Regions from separate parts of the Sus scrofa genome. Here region 1 is linked to region 2. A link is a contact called in public HiChIP or PLAC-seq data. All regions are on one chromosome and are shown on one strand. Each heading gives the region's core, a stretch centred on a gene start, on an enhancer-like site or on the middle of the called end of the contact. The rest is flanking DNA. Distances are from core to core; before and after follow the strand shown.

Region 1 (6,527 bases), core at 2,025-4,524, 51 kb after region 2:
CATTATACAAAAGAAAAAATTCACATTTGTGAATATTACCACCATGTCATTAGAAGTCTTTATGTATTGGGAAGTTATGAAGTCTAAGTGTTGGATAGAGGGTTTCTAAAACTCTGATTTTTGACTGAAAACTTACATTTTAAGTCACTTTCAACAAATACATAAAATTGTTTTCCTTAACGTGAAAGGCTCACTTTGTTCATTTTCCAGAAAAATGCCTGCCAAATGTATAAGTCTGAATTAACATAGTTAGTGCTAATGTGGATCATCACAATTGGTGTCAGCTCTTTTTTCAAGTAAAAAAGACATTTCGTGATAAAGGCGACAGGACTGCCATCTTCAGAGTATAGCAGAAGTGCTGTGGCAGCTCCTCATTTTATCATAGAATATTAAGAAATGTGTACTCAGGAGGTCAAAGTTCAAGAGAACTAATCAATTTTACTACTTCATTAATGACATTCTTAAAGTAAAACTGGTTTTCCCCCTTGAGATACAGTGGAGAACATGACTGCAGGTGAGGTTCTGCCTTCTTGATGTGTTCAGGTGCCAGCAGTTTTATCCAGTAACTTTTGCAGCTCTCAGTACAAATGATAGCACTGTGAAAGAGGCAGTCATGTTGTTGGTATTATAAAAATAGTTTTCATCCTCCTGGGGGCTACGCACCATACTTTGAGAACCCTTGCTTTCCAAGATATAGGGACCTTATAAAAACTAATCACAGTGCCTCTTTAATATTACTAGATATCTGGTGTTGATTTCCTTGATGATTGCATACTTTAAAATAGGTTTGTTGGTTTTAATTAGGCTACAGGTAAGGTCCATGCCTTGCAATTGATTGACCTGTCTCTTGAATTTTCTTTCTAATCCATAGGTTACCCTCCAACATCCTTGCTGTTTGTTGAATTAACTGGGTTGTTTGTCCTAGAGGGTTTCTCACATCTGGATTTTGTTGATTGTACTCCTGGATTGTGTGTTCTATTTTCCTTGTAAATTTAGCTCATCAAATCTTGATGAGATGAAGGGTTTGTGTTCCTTCACATGAACACTTCAGAGGCAGCAGTGTACTGTATACTCTGAACAGCTGGTTGTCTTTTATGACTTTAGCAACTATTAATGATCATTACTTAAAACAATTAATTGCAAACTGAAGAGATCTCCAATTTTATTCATTTATTAGCTCCAATACTTTCATAGGGAAAAAGTCTGTTTCCTCAGCTGGTTCCCTAGTGACGTAGCTCATACAGGGGAAAGGCAGATAAATGTGTGATTCCTTCCTTTTATTTACTTTTCAGAATGACAAGTTGGTTGCCTAGAATCCTCCAAAGTTGACCAATTGTTTTGTTTTTGGTAATACCACCAAGCAGCTCATCAATCTTGTTCTTTGTAGTAAGAATATTAAGGATGCCATCACAATTCACTTGTGTGGCCACCTGAACAATGCGTTTCATTTCACTCTCTGCTGGGCAAACTGTTGACTCTTTACCTGTTCTTTCCATTACCTTTGCCAACATGCATTTCTCATTTCATGCTTGACTGCCTGGGTGACTTATTCTTGGAGAAGATGCTTTCCTTAGATTGAATTCTGTTAAGTTCAATGATAGTATGATGAGTCTCTAGTCTGTACTCGATTGTATTTTATGAGGAAAATTATGTGTTATACTTGAATCTAATGTGTGTACTCTGGGGACCTTCTACTATACGTCAAATAGCTGGTAGACTTCTCAAGCTCCTCACCATGTAGTGAGAATGTGGGCGTATAAAAATTAGAGTCCAAATCTCCTTTCCTAAACAGTGTTCTTTATTTTTGCCGTTAGTCAAAGTAGCATTGATAATAGAAAATAAGCACAAAATAGTCAGCTGTTTTTCTCTTAACAGTGACGGTGGCCTGCGTTTTGGAGAAATGGAACGAGACTGTCAGATTGCCCATGGAGCAGCCCAGTTTTTAAGGGAAAGACTATTTGAGGCATCAGATCCTTATCAGGTTCATGTCTGCAACCTGTGTGGCATAATGGCGATCGCTAACACCCGGACCCATACGTATGAATGCAGAGGCTGCCGGAATAAGACTCAGGTGCGCTAGACCTCACGGGCAGGTGCTCTTGTTCAGGATGGGACCCTGCTGGTCTGACCATGTGGGCAGATTTAGTGGGATGGAACAGATGGGCAGTTTTGACAGCAAGCTTCTGTCAGATTCCTAGTTTGAAATGAGGGAAAAGGTAACAATTAGGTTTTTCAAAAAACCAGTGTAAGTTTTACCTTAGAATTCCTCTTGGCTGTTCATCTTTTGGAAGTAATAAGGACTTGTAGAAGGAACTTTAAATCATGAAGGTGAATATAAATTAGGTCTAGCAGAAAGAGTGAAATACCGAAGCCAGTTAAGAGAGGGAACCACCAGAGGCCAAGGTCATAGGCTGAGTGCTGGCACCAGTCACGCACTCACAACCTAAGCGAGTGGGTTAAGGGCCATGAGGGCGCTGCTGTCTGTCCTCGCTAATGGCCTTCTCTCTACCCTAGATCTCGCTGGTGCGGATGCCGTATGCCTGCAAGCTGCTGTTTCAGGAGCTCATGTCCATGAGTATTGCACCTCGGATGATGAGTGTTTAGCTCTCTTACAACTCTGTGTGTCTTGTTTCTATGATATGGCTTTAAATTTTTTTTTTTTAATTAATGAAAATGTACTGTATTGTGAGAAAAAGCATTTTATTTGTTTTGTTTCATGATAAGCATGCTTTTCTGTAAATACAGCTTTTGTAGATAGTCTTGATGTGTTACCTTTATTTCATATTTCACTGTGTAAAAACCACTGAATATAACTAAAGTGTTAGTGTACTGCATGAAAAGAAGCTGGTTATTAGGTGAGAACCAGGGCTGTAGTTATCCATGACTATTAGCTACGCAGACTAATATACTCTGCAGGTTTACAGCTCAGCACCTTCACCTGTTTAAAAAAAAAAGAAAAAAAAAAAGGTAAGAATTAGTTTACATGTGTGAACATGGTTGACTTTAATTCTGAGAAAGTTTAGTGTTTCCAAATAAATGAAGATGTTGAAATGTAGGGCTAAGAGATGAGACTGTAGCTGGCCCTGTGGAATCTCTGGAATTGGAGCTCTGTAGGATGCTGGATGGTGACCCTGGCCTCTGTAAGTGGCTTCCTCACAGAACTGAGAGAAGCAGGTTGACAAACGAGGCGGGTGAGGTCCAGAGGCTCAGGGCCCTCCTTTGAAACTGGTTCACAGGCAGACTCCCAAGTGGCAGAGCTGAGACTTCACACGTGCCTCTCGGCGGCTGCCCTGTTTCTTCCTGTCACACCATGGCTAGCTGACCCAGCCCTGGCGGGGCTTTGGCACAGGCTGACAGGAAGCTGTGTTCTCATTTTTGGCTTAAAACCAGTTCAGTCCTCGATCTAAGAGGACCATTAAATGTAGAGCAGCGTTGCTCTGGCCTCCCCAGGATGGGTGCCTGAGGAGGCCTGTGACGGGCGTGACAGACGTGGCAAGGCTTGGGTGCTGGCTAACACACTCTTTTTTTTTTTCTCAGAGAAAAGCTTAAAGTGAAGGACCAGAATTGCCTATGATAATTTCCTTTTAAATGGGAATTTAATAGTCACAACACTAAGAAAAATGCCATGAAAATAGAAAGTTCTGGGAAATATAAGCCAAATCGGGTTTGAGTTTCAACTCTTATTAAGATAACAACGAAAGCACTAAAGTCCTAACAACAGTATTTCCATCCAACACGGACTGTTCTTCGGGAGCCACCCACTGTCCTCCTGCGTAGATACTTGATGCCCTTCCTGTGTGGATACTGAACAGCACGGAATGCCAGTAAGAGTTACTCTGGCACTTCCATGCTTGGTTCCGTTATCAAAAGCACTAGTCATTTTGAAATAGCTATGAGGCTTACTACCTACCTTTTTTCACTGGTATCTCATGTAAAGTGTCAACCACTGTAATTTTTGCTGATGCTGAAGCCTGTCCTTGGGAGTTAGCTGCATGGCACTCATACTCTCCAGCGTCTTCCTTACTAAGAGGAGATATCTGGAAGGAAAAGGGTCTTTAGAGTTCCCACTGGGGCTCAGCAGGTTGAGAACCACACCAGCACCCCCGAGGATGCAGGTTTGATCCTTAGCTTGACTCAGTGGGTTAAGGATCCAGCGCTGCCCTGAGCTGTCAGACTTTTTAGTGGGATTAAACCTAGTGTAGGTCACTAATGCGGCTGGGATCCCAAGTTGCTGTGGCTGTGGTGTAGGCTGGCGGCTACAGCTCCAATTTGACCCCTAGCCGGGGAACCTCCATATGTCGCGGGTACAGCACTGAAAAGGGAATTTTACTTTCTCCATGGCAGTCATCTTTTTTCCAGTGCCTTCAGTTAGGTCATTATTTCCTAAGTTTCCTGATAAGACCAGGGGCTTCATGGCAAAGATGCTGCTAGAAACAATGAAGGCCCTGTGTTCGGAGGATTATTTACAGCTACCACATTTGGTCTGAGGGACAGTTGGGGACAAGCCCAGGTCACACTGCAGTTTGAGGGAGACCTGGTGGGCATGGTCTGTGTGCTCCCTTGTGGGTCCCTGACCATCAAAGATCAAGTAAAATAAAGTAACTATTAATAACTAAGATAATAGTTTGTTCTCTGTGAGGATTCACTTGGGGGGAAAAAAATTGGGTTCTTGTTTATTTTTCAGTTGTCTCCAAAACACCCGGTAAACCCAGCTGTTCTTGTGTTTCAAGTTTCCTGTGAAAGAGGAGCCACAGCTCTATGGCCTGCTGGGCAGGCAGGATGGGCACCTGGCAGTGCTCCAGGCCCCGCTGCCAGCTTGCCCATCTCTCCCCGTAGCCCTGCTACTCACCAGCACCCAGCCCGTCACTTCATGCTTTTCTGGGCCACCCCGCGTCTGAATGGCCAGGTTATCTCGGTCACCAGGCAAGAGTTCCGTCCTTTGAACTCCATAGTGACCCCTTTGTACCTGCAAAGAAAAAGGGAGGAAAGAAACAGTGTGAGTTCTCTTCACTGAGCATCAGCGTGGATGTGGCCCAGGGAAGCTGTCAGACTTTTTAGTGGGATTAAACCTAGTGAGTGCCACGTGACCCTTTCCTGAGCACTTACGTGAAATCTATATCATCTCTTCCTGTTAGTTTACCGCTAAGCTTAGATATTTAGAATTAATGTATTTTTCTGCATGCTGGGGAATTACAAATGGTTCTACTTTTTCTGCCACTGGCCACCACCATCCCCTCATGCCCTGGTAATGCTGGGCCTGCTGCCATTCGCCACATTTGACAAACTGACCCTTGGGACCTGGGGTAGGAGCCCAACCCCTGGGCTCTTCCTGCAATCTCATCACTGGGAAATAACAGGTTAAGTCCAAAGCCAATACCATTACTTTGTTCTGAGGGCTAAGGATTCATCAAATGATTTACCAAAGATGGGAGAGCAAAAGCACCTGCAAGGACTTCCTGTTGTGGCTACCAGTAATGAACCCAACTAGGATCCATGAGGACACAGGTTGGATCCCCGGCCTCTCTCAGTGGGTTAAGGATTCGGCATTGCTGTGAGCTGCGGTGTAGGTCGTAGACATGGCTCAGATCAGTGTGGCTGTGGTGTAGGCCAGCAGCTACAGCTCTGATTGGACCCCTAGCCTGGGAACTTAAATATGCCTCAGATACAGCCCTAAAAAACTAACAAAAAAAGCATGTCAGGTACATGCTGCTGTCATTCCCTTAGGACAAAAAACCTGCTGCCTGTGCCTGTCATGATAAGATTGAGAAAGACGAAGGAAGAAGAAACTCACTTTCCCTCACTTGAGGCCAATACTGAATACTGCCTCCCCCATTTAAGAAAGCAAAGTATGTTCATTATGTAAACTTAGGAAAATACATAAAACTTCACAGAAGAATAAAATTTATCCTCTATACATAGATATATTCAGTATAAATTTCTAGAAATAGAGCTGCTGAGTCACAGAATATAAATATTTTAAGGCTTTTGTGATACTGAGTTTAAAAAAATACGTATGTCAAAAAATATACAGGAATTCACCTGGTGGCTCAGTGGGTTGAGAACCTGACTAGTATCCATGAGGATACAGGTTCGAGCCTTGGCCTCGCTTAGCGGGTTAAGGCTTCGGTGTTGCTGTAAGCTGTACGTGGCTTGGATCCTTCCTTGCTGTGGCTGTGGTGTAGGCTGGCGGCTGCAGCTCTGATTCCACCCAGAGCCTGGGAACCTCCATATGCTGCAAGTGTGGCCCTATAAAGAAAAGAAAAGAAAAAAAAAAATAGACTACATGTAGCACTGTTTGTCATCTGAGGCTGACTTTAAGGGTTAGGTTGGTGTTTATTGATACTACCTTTGTAATTAGGAAAAAGGATTTACAGTCTCAAATAGGTTCCTTTTCATCTTTACCACATAGAAAACATACAGAAAGTAGTGCAAAGAATTTATACATGGCAAGTTTTTATGTGGCAAACTGTTACACTGCCTTACTTATGTAAAGGGAGTTTGTTATTGTTTTTAGCTGTGCACGCAGC
Region 2 (6,655 bases), core at 24-2,523:
GGGCTCCGGCTCCGGGATGTACTCGGGGAACAGAAAACTCTCCTCTAGGTCGGCCCTTCCTTCGCTGCCCCCAGTCGCAGTCCGGTACCGAGAACGCCCCCGGCCCAGGGCCCACGGGCGCTGGGATGAAAGGCTGGCCGCACATCTCCTCTCCAGGAGCGCGTCCTGGAGACCAAGGCGCGCGGCCGTGGGAGAGGCTCCCTGCAGGAAGCCGCACAGCAGCCTAGGAGCGAGGCGCGTGGGCAGCATGGAAACGCGGGCGCGGGCCAGGGGCGGGCCACCGGTTTGCCAGGAGCGCGTCCCGGAGACCAAGGCGCCTGGCCGTGGGAGAGCCACCTCGCAGGAGGCCGCACAGCAGCCTAGGAGCGAGGCGCGCGGGCGGCATGGGCACGTGGGCGCGGGCCAAGCGCAGGCCACGGGTTTGCACGCGCACTGCGGCCCCAGCTGCTTGGTAAACCGGAAAAAGCCTGGGACGACCAGAGAGCTGTCATTGGTCAGCGTCGCCCTTCGGCTCCTCCTCCCGATCGCATCTCGTGAGATCTCGCGATGAAGCCGCTGAGGCCCGAGAACCCACCTAAGGCGGAGCTAAAGGCACGGGAGGTCCGGGCTCGGCGGGGTTGGCTAGGTCAGCCAGCGAGTGAGGCTTTGGTCGGGCTTCGGCTGCTGCCTGCAGCTCAGAAATCGCACTTTTTTTTTTTTTTTTTTTTGGTCTTTTTACCATTAGGTTCCCAGGCTAGGGGTTGAATCGGAGCTGTAGCTGCCGGCCTACGCCAGGGCCACAGCAACGCCAGATCCGAGCCGCGTCTGGGACCTACACCACAGCTCACGACAATGCTGGATCCTTAACCCAATGAGCGAGGCCAGGGATCGAACCTGCAACCTCATGGTTCCTAGTCAGATTCGTTAACCACTGAGCCACGACGGGAACTCCAGAAATCGCACTTTTTAAACTTTAACAAAGCTGAGGTATAGTTGATGTACAGAGTAGTCATTTTTCAAAACTTTTTTTAAAGTTTTTGCAACTGAAAAAATAAAGCACAACTACATCCTTTTATTAACAAATCTTATTGTCTCCAGGGGCTACTATTTGTGCAACAACATTGCAAAACAAGACTTCATTCGGTAGCTGTGACGCGGCCCCGCGGGGCAGCCACAGAAGAGTCAACCCCCAAACTGCGCATGTGTAGCACTAACCTTTCGCAGGCCTTAGCCTACTTTCGCGCAGGCGCAAACCTTACGGCGGCTTCTTTGTGGGCGGGGTTTCGCGGGAGCCGCAGGATATTCTGGGAGCGCCGGAAACGGAAATCACTTTGCCTGGCGCTGCGGCCGGGGGGAGCCTGCTGGCGGTGGCTGCTGGCGGTGTCCTGCGTTTCACTTCGAGGATTGGGAGCTCCGGGGTCGTGTGCCAACATGTATGACGCGGACGAGGGTAGGTGACCCTTTAGAACACTGCGCGGCGAACCGTCGGAGGGGGGAAACGTGGGAGCCGGGCGAGTCGAGGGTTTGAGGCCTTCTTCCCCGCCCGCCGCGCGGGGTCCCCAGGCGTTTTCCCCTCCATCCCCGGGCCGGGGACGAACTAGGAGGGTGGACCGGCGGGGAGCGCAGCATTTATAACGTTTGTTGTCTCCACTGGCTGCTTCTGGAAAAGTGACACCCCCATCCGTCCGTATTGAAATAGCAGGCGGCTTCTGCGACCAGTACCGGTGTTTGGGGTTCATCTGAAGCAAAGGGCTCCTCGACTTCCCTTAACGTCAGAGATAGTGGATTTATTGAATAGTCGAATGTTTGAACGTCAGCTTGTGCTGGGCGATGTGCTAGGCTCTGCAAATACAGCCGGTGCAGAGAATACAGGGTGGGAGGGGGGATTGGGCTTGTTTGGCGTCCTTCACTCTGCTTTCCGCTTAAGTAAATTATCTTGAGAGATGACTTTTTTACTCAACAGGGCTAATATATACTCATTTTCTTTTTACATATAGCATCTTTAGTGTGTACCGCTTTTTCGTTATATGTATGTGTGTATGTACATATATGTATTTTTTTCTCTCTTTTTTGGCGGCCCCACGGCATTTGGAGTACCCAGGCCAGGGCTCAGATCCAAGCTGCAGCTAACGAACTAAGCCACGCCTGTGGAAACATTGGATCTTTAATTCACTGTGCTGGACTGGGGATCCAACCTGTGTTCCAGTGCTCCCAAGACGCCTCCAATTCGTTAGGCTACGGTGGGAACTCCTCTAATGCTTCCTCTTCCATTCTCCACAGCTATTGTTTCAAACTTCATTTTCTTCTAGCTCCCAATCTCGTTGACACTCCTCATATTTCTCCTTATTCCCTCAGAGAAAGTTGAAGCAAAAAATTAAACTCTACCGTTTAAGCTTCTGTTTCATTTTTATTCTGCATTTAGAAATTTATTAGCATCATTGTATTCTTTTTTCTTAACTGCTATCTCAGAAAAAAAATTCCGAAAAATATATACCTTTTTCTTTTTAGGACCGAAGCTGTGGCATATGGAAGTTCCCTGGGCTGGGGTTGAATTGAGTTGCAGCTGCTGGCCTACAGCACAACAATGCCAGATCCTAGCTGCATTTGCAACCTATGCCACAGCTTCTGGCAGTGCTGGATCCTCGATGGCCAGGCATTGAACTCACAGCTGCTCTGTTGGGTTCTTAACCCATTGAGCCATGATGGGAACTCCTCAGAAAAGTGTTTTTAGCTAAATTTTTTTTTTTTTCCTGGCCAGCCCAAGGCATGTGCAAGTTCCTGGGCCAGGGATCTAACCTGTGCCACAGCAGTAACTAGAGCCACTTCAGTGACAACATAGGATTCTTAATACCCTGGGCCACCAGGGGACTCCATTAGCTTAATTTTTTGAGTAGGTAATATGTTCTCATTTCTCAAAAATGTTAATTAAGGTCTTATTCTTGTCCAGTGTCTGTCCCTTGTAAGCTTTCCTCACAGTAGCTAACTGGTTTGTTTAGATTTTTGTCTCTAGATGCTTTATGCATTTGCAGGCAAATAGAGAAGGGATTCTCTTCTTCCCTTTTTACAATTAAAAAGTAACATTCACAATTTTCTGCGCTTTTTTTTGACTGCACGTGTGACATGCAGAAGTTCCTATGCCAGGGATCAGACCTCTGCCACAGCAGTGACAACACAGTGTCAGGTCCTTAACCTGATGAGCCACAACAAAAAGTCCCTGCACTTATAAAATTTTGATATATATGCTAGAGGATTTTCATATCAGTACATAGCCAGCATCTTAAACACTTTTATTACTCTCTAATGCCAGATTTTGTGCTTTGGCTACATTGGCCTTTTATTCCTTGAATGTCTTTCACTGTGGAGTTTTGTGTGCACGTCTTTTCTGTTTGGAGTACTTCTTTCTCCTCCCGTCCCACACCCACTCTCTCCTTCTGCCTGGTTTACTCCTGTTTAGTCACACGTGAGGTCTCTCCTAACCTCCTTAGGTCCTGTTTGGGACTGCCCATATTACTTTGTTCTTCCTCTTAATTGACTTTATGTTGTCTTTACCTCCCTAGTAAGTGACAGTTTTTGGGGACACAGCCATGCTTTGTCTTGTTGAAGGTGATGCCTCCAATGCCTGGGACATAGGAAACAGTCATAGTCAATGAGTGTCTGATGAGTGGACGAATGACCAAATGTCTCCCTCACAGATTCCCTTTCCTTCACATGACTCTAAAGGGTTTTGGGGTTTTTTTGCTGTTTTTTTTTTTTTTTTTTTTTTTTTTTTTTTTCTTTTTGCCATTCTTGGGCTGCTCCCAAGGCATATGGAGATTCCCAGGCTAGGGCTTGAATTGGAGCTGTAGCTGCCGACCTACACCACAGCCACAGTAACACGGGATCTGATCCATGTCTGAAACCTACACCATGGCAATGCCGGATCCTCAACCCATTGAGCAAGGCCAGGGATCGAACCCAAAACCTCATGGTTCCTAGTTGGATTGTTAACCACTGAGCCACAACGGGAACTCCCTAAAGGGGTGTTTCTTAACAGCCTGCCTTCAGCCTGCCTTCTTGTAAACTCTACATTCTCTCAACCACTGGTTAATGGTTCTGGACTCATAGTAACTTGTTTATTTATTTTTAATTTTTTTTAATATGGATAGAAATTTCCTTTATTCTTTCTTTACCCCCGTTCCTTATGAACAAATAAAGAACTGTCTACAGCACAAAGGATGGTCTATTTTATTTTCAAAAGTAGTATGCAAAATATATACTTACAAATTCTAACCACATGATTACAAAGCATTACTTTAATAATTCTTTAGCATATGCCAAAAGCGCAATTAGCTAAAAAGACAAAATGTTTTATTTTAAAACATTGGAAAAACATTAAAAGACAAATGTCCATTATATAACCAAGAATGTTAAGTATTTGGAAACTGTCAATCTTCTAAAATGTGGTAGGCACTTCCAGAGGGCTAAATATTGCAAATTATCCTACCATACGTCTTCTTTAATACCAAAAATACTTGATATGATGAAAGAAGACACATCTAATTACTCAAAGTCACCAAGTTAGGGTTCAACTTAATTACAAGCAAAAGTTTTGTCCAAGATGTTCCTGACACATGAAGCTTCCAGCTGAATTTCAGAAATGTTAACAAAAGTATTTTCCTTTTTTGCCTGTGAATGTTTGAGTACTGCTGTATTGTTGGCTTATATCCACTACAGACACTGGTTCTAGGCCAGCCGAAGGGTCTTCAAGCATTGAAGGCTTGAAATACCTTTCCAACTCATTAGACATTCTCTTTTCTCTACCACGCCCTGATCCAAATGGCGTAGATGTCCTTGGAGAACCCTCATAGAGGATCCAGAGTAATCCACGTAAAGGGATTCTTAGTACCATGGCTGCCATACAGTAAGAGCTCGGCAAATGCTGGATAGTGTTACCTGGGGATGGGTCTGCTGTGGCCCTGGGGAGTAGCCGAATTGCTTCTGGGACCCCGAGGGGGGACCTGGAGTAATTGCCAGGGTAGCCTCCAGGGGACGGCGACCCGAACCGGCCCCCAGGGAAGCTGCCCCCCGTGTCGCAGAGAGTAGCCGCTCCCGTAGGGCCTAGACCTGGGCCCGTACCCGTCCGGCGGGGACGGCGGCCGCGGTCCACCTCCACCCGGGGTACCTCGGAAGCTGCTCCCACTCCCCCAGCCTCCTACACCCTGGCCAGGGTAAGGAGGAGTCGGGGGTCGAAAATTCTGTTGGTGCATCTGAAGAGACGGAGATGGCAACGAACACCAGGGCCTCGCAGGCACGTTCTCTGGACTCATAGTAATTTAGACTCTTAATTTGCATTTTGTATTGATTTTCAGTTGCCTACTGCATATATTTAAAGGGGATACATGATGTACAAGTCTAGCTAAAACTGCCTTCAGCATTACTTCTCCTTTTCTAACCTTACTAGCTTCTCCTGTGTGGATGGCTGTGGTTATAGCATCTTGTGTGCCATCAAGCCCAGAAGTCACTAAGCCGTGTTGGATACCTTTGTCTTTTTTATCCTCCCATCCCATGTATAGGAATCAGTAATTCCAGACCATTCAGGAAGTATGTATATATAATTTGTTTTGAATATGTATCAAATTTTGAATCAGAGATCTAAAGTTTTACAAACACACATACATATGTCAGGATAAGAAAACAAAAATATGCCTGGAGTTCCCTTGTGGCTTAGTGTATTAAGGATACAACATTGTCACTGCTGTGGCTCTGGTTACAGCTGTGGCTTGGGTTTGATCCCTGGCCCAAAAACTTCCACACACAGTGGTCTTGGCCATAAAAAATATGAACACTTATTCTTTTATGTAAGAAGATGAGACTAACATTAGGACCAGTGCACACTGATTTTTTTTCAAATGCCTTGTGTAAATTCCTGCTGCATAACTACCCCAAAATATGGCTGCTTAAAAATTATTTATTGTGTTCATGGATTAAATGGGTCAGGAATTTGGACAGAGCAGAGCAGGAGTGGCTTGTCTGTTGCTTGATGTCAGTGGTTGAATTGGGAAGACACAGACTGCATGTTGACAGCTGGGGGCTGGTGACCTGGTAAGTTTACTCATGTGTCTGGCCCCCAGCCTTGGAAGGACTCAAGGACCAGATTGCTGACTAGAGCGGTTGAATGTGACCTCTCTGTGGGGTTTGGACTCCCTCACAAGTAGAAGTTCTGTTTGTTTTTTTTTTTTTTGTCTTTTTGCATTTTCTGGGGCTGCTCCCATGGCATATGGAGGTTCCCAGGCTAGGGGTCTAATCGTAGCTTTTGCTGCTGGCCTACGCCAGAGCCACAGCAACGTGGGATCCAAGCCGCGTCTGTGACCTACACCACAGCTCACGGCAACGCTGGATCCTTAACCCACTGAGCTAGGCCAGGGATCGAACATGCAACCTCATGGTTCCTAGTTGGATTTGTTAACCACTGCACCATGACGGGAACTCCAAGTAGAAGTTCTTGTCTTTTTTTTTTTTTTTGCCTTTTCGTGAGCCACTCCCGCGGCATATGGAGGTTCCCAGGCTAGGGGTCTCATCGGAGCCGTAGCCACCGGCCTACACCACAGCTCACGGCAACGCTGGATCCTTAACCCACTGAGCAAGACCAGGAATCGAACCCGCAACCTCATGGTTCCTAGTCGGATTCGTTAACCAC

The links. HiChIP or PLAC-seq counts read pairs in DNA pulled down with a chosen protein or histone mark.
Region 1: an H3K27ac HiChIP or PLAC-seq map of skeletal muscle shows a contact between it and region 2. The contact joins the enhancer-like site here to the promoter of POLR2B in region 2. A contact is called at or near these places in 5 of 47 Hi-C or Micro-C datasets (adipocytes, epiblast stem cells, fetal heart ventricle and 2 more) and 1 of 2 datasets of contacts at active chromatin or transcription factors (skeletal muscle).

Annotation. Positions count from the first base shown.
Region 1 is chr8:56,280,402-56,286,928 of Sscrofa11.1, forward strand. POLR2B (DNA-directed RNA polymerase II subunit RPB2) reads left to right here. Exons shown (of 25, transcript XM_003129037.5): 24 at 1,876-2,071; 25 at 2,515-2,966. The coding sequence ends at 2,604. IGFBP7 (insulin like growth factor binding protein 7) reads right to left here. Exons shown (of 5, transcript NM_001163801.1): 3 at 4,850-4,966; 4 at 3,911-4,037; 5 at 2,688-2,938. The coding sequence ends at 2,919. Among named protein-coding and RNA genes, the nearest start is that of POLR2B, 51 kb to the left of the region's middle. Within about 2 kb of position 3,275, at least 11 of the 83 cell types and tissues checked have an H3K27ac peak or open chromatin away from gene starts, as enhancers often do. A contact at or near this core is called in skeletal muscle, where this site is marked.
Region 2 is chr8:56,231,457-56,238,111 of Sscrofa11.1, forward strand. POLR2B (DNA-directed RNA polymerase II subunit RPB2) reads left to right here and starts at 1,274. Exons shown (of 25, transcript XM_003129037.5): 1 at 1,274-1,429. The coding sequence starts at 1,411. LOC100621115 (nitric oxide-associated protein 1-like) reads right to left here and starts at 726. Exons shown (of 7, transcript XR_002346682.1): 1 at 1-726. It also overlaps the pseudogene LOC100620901.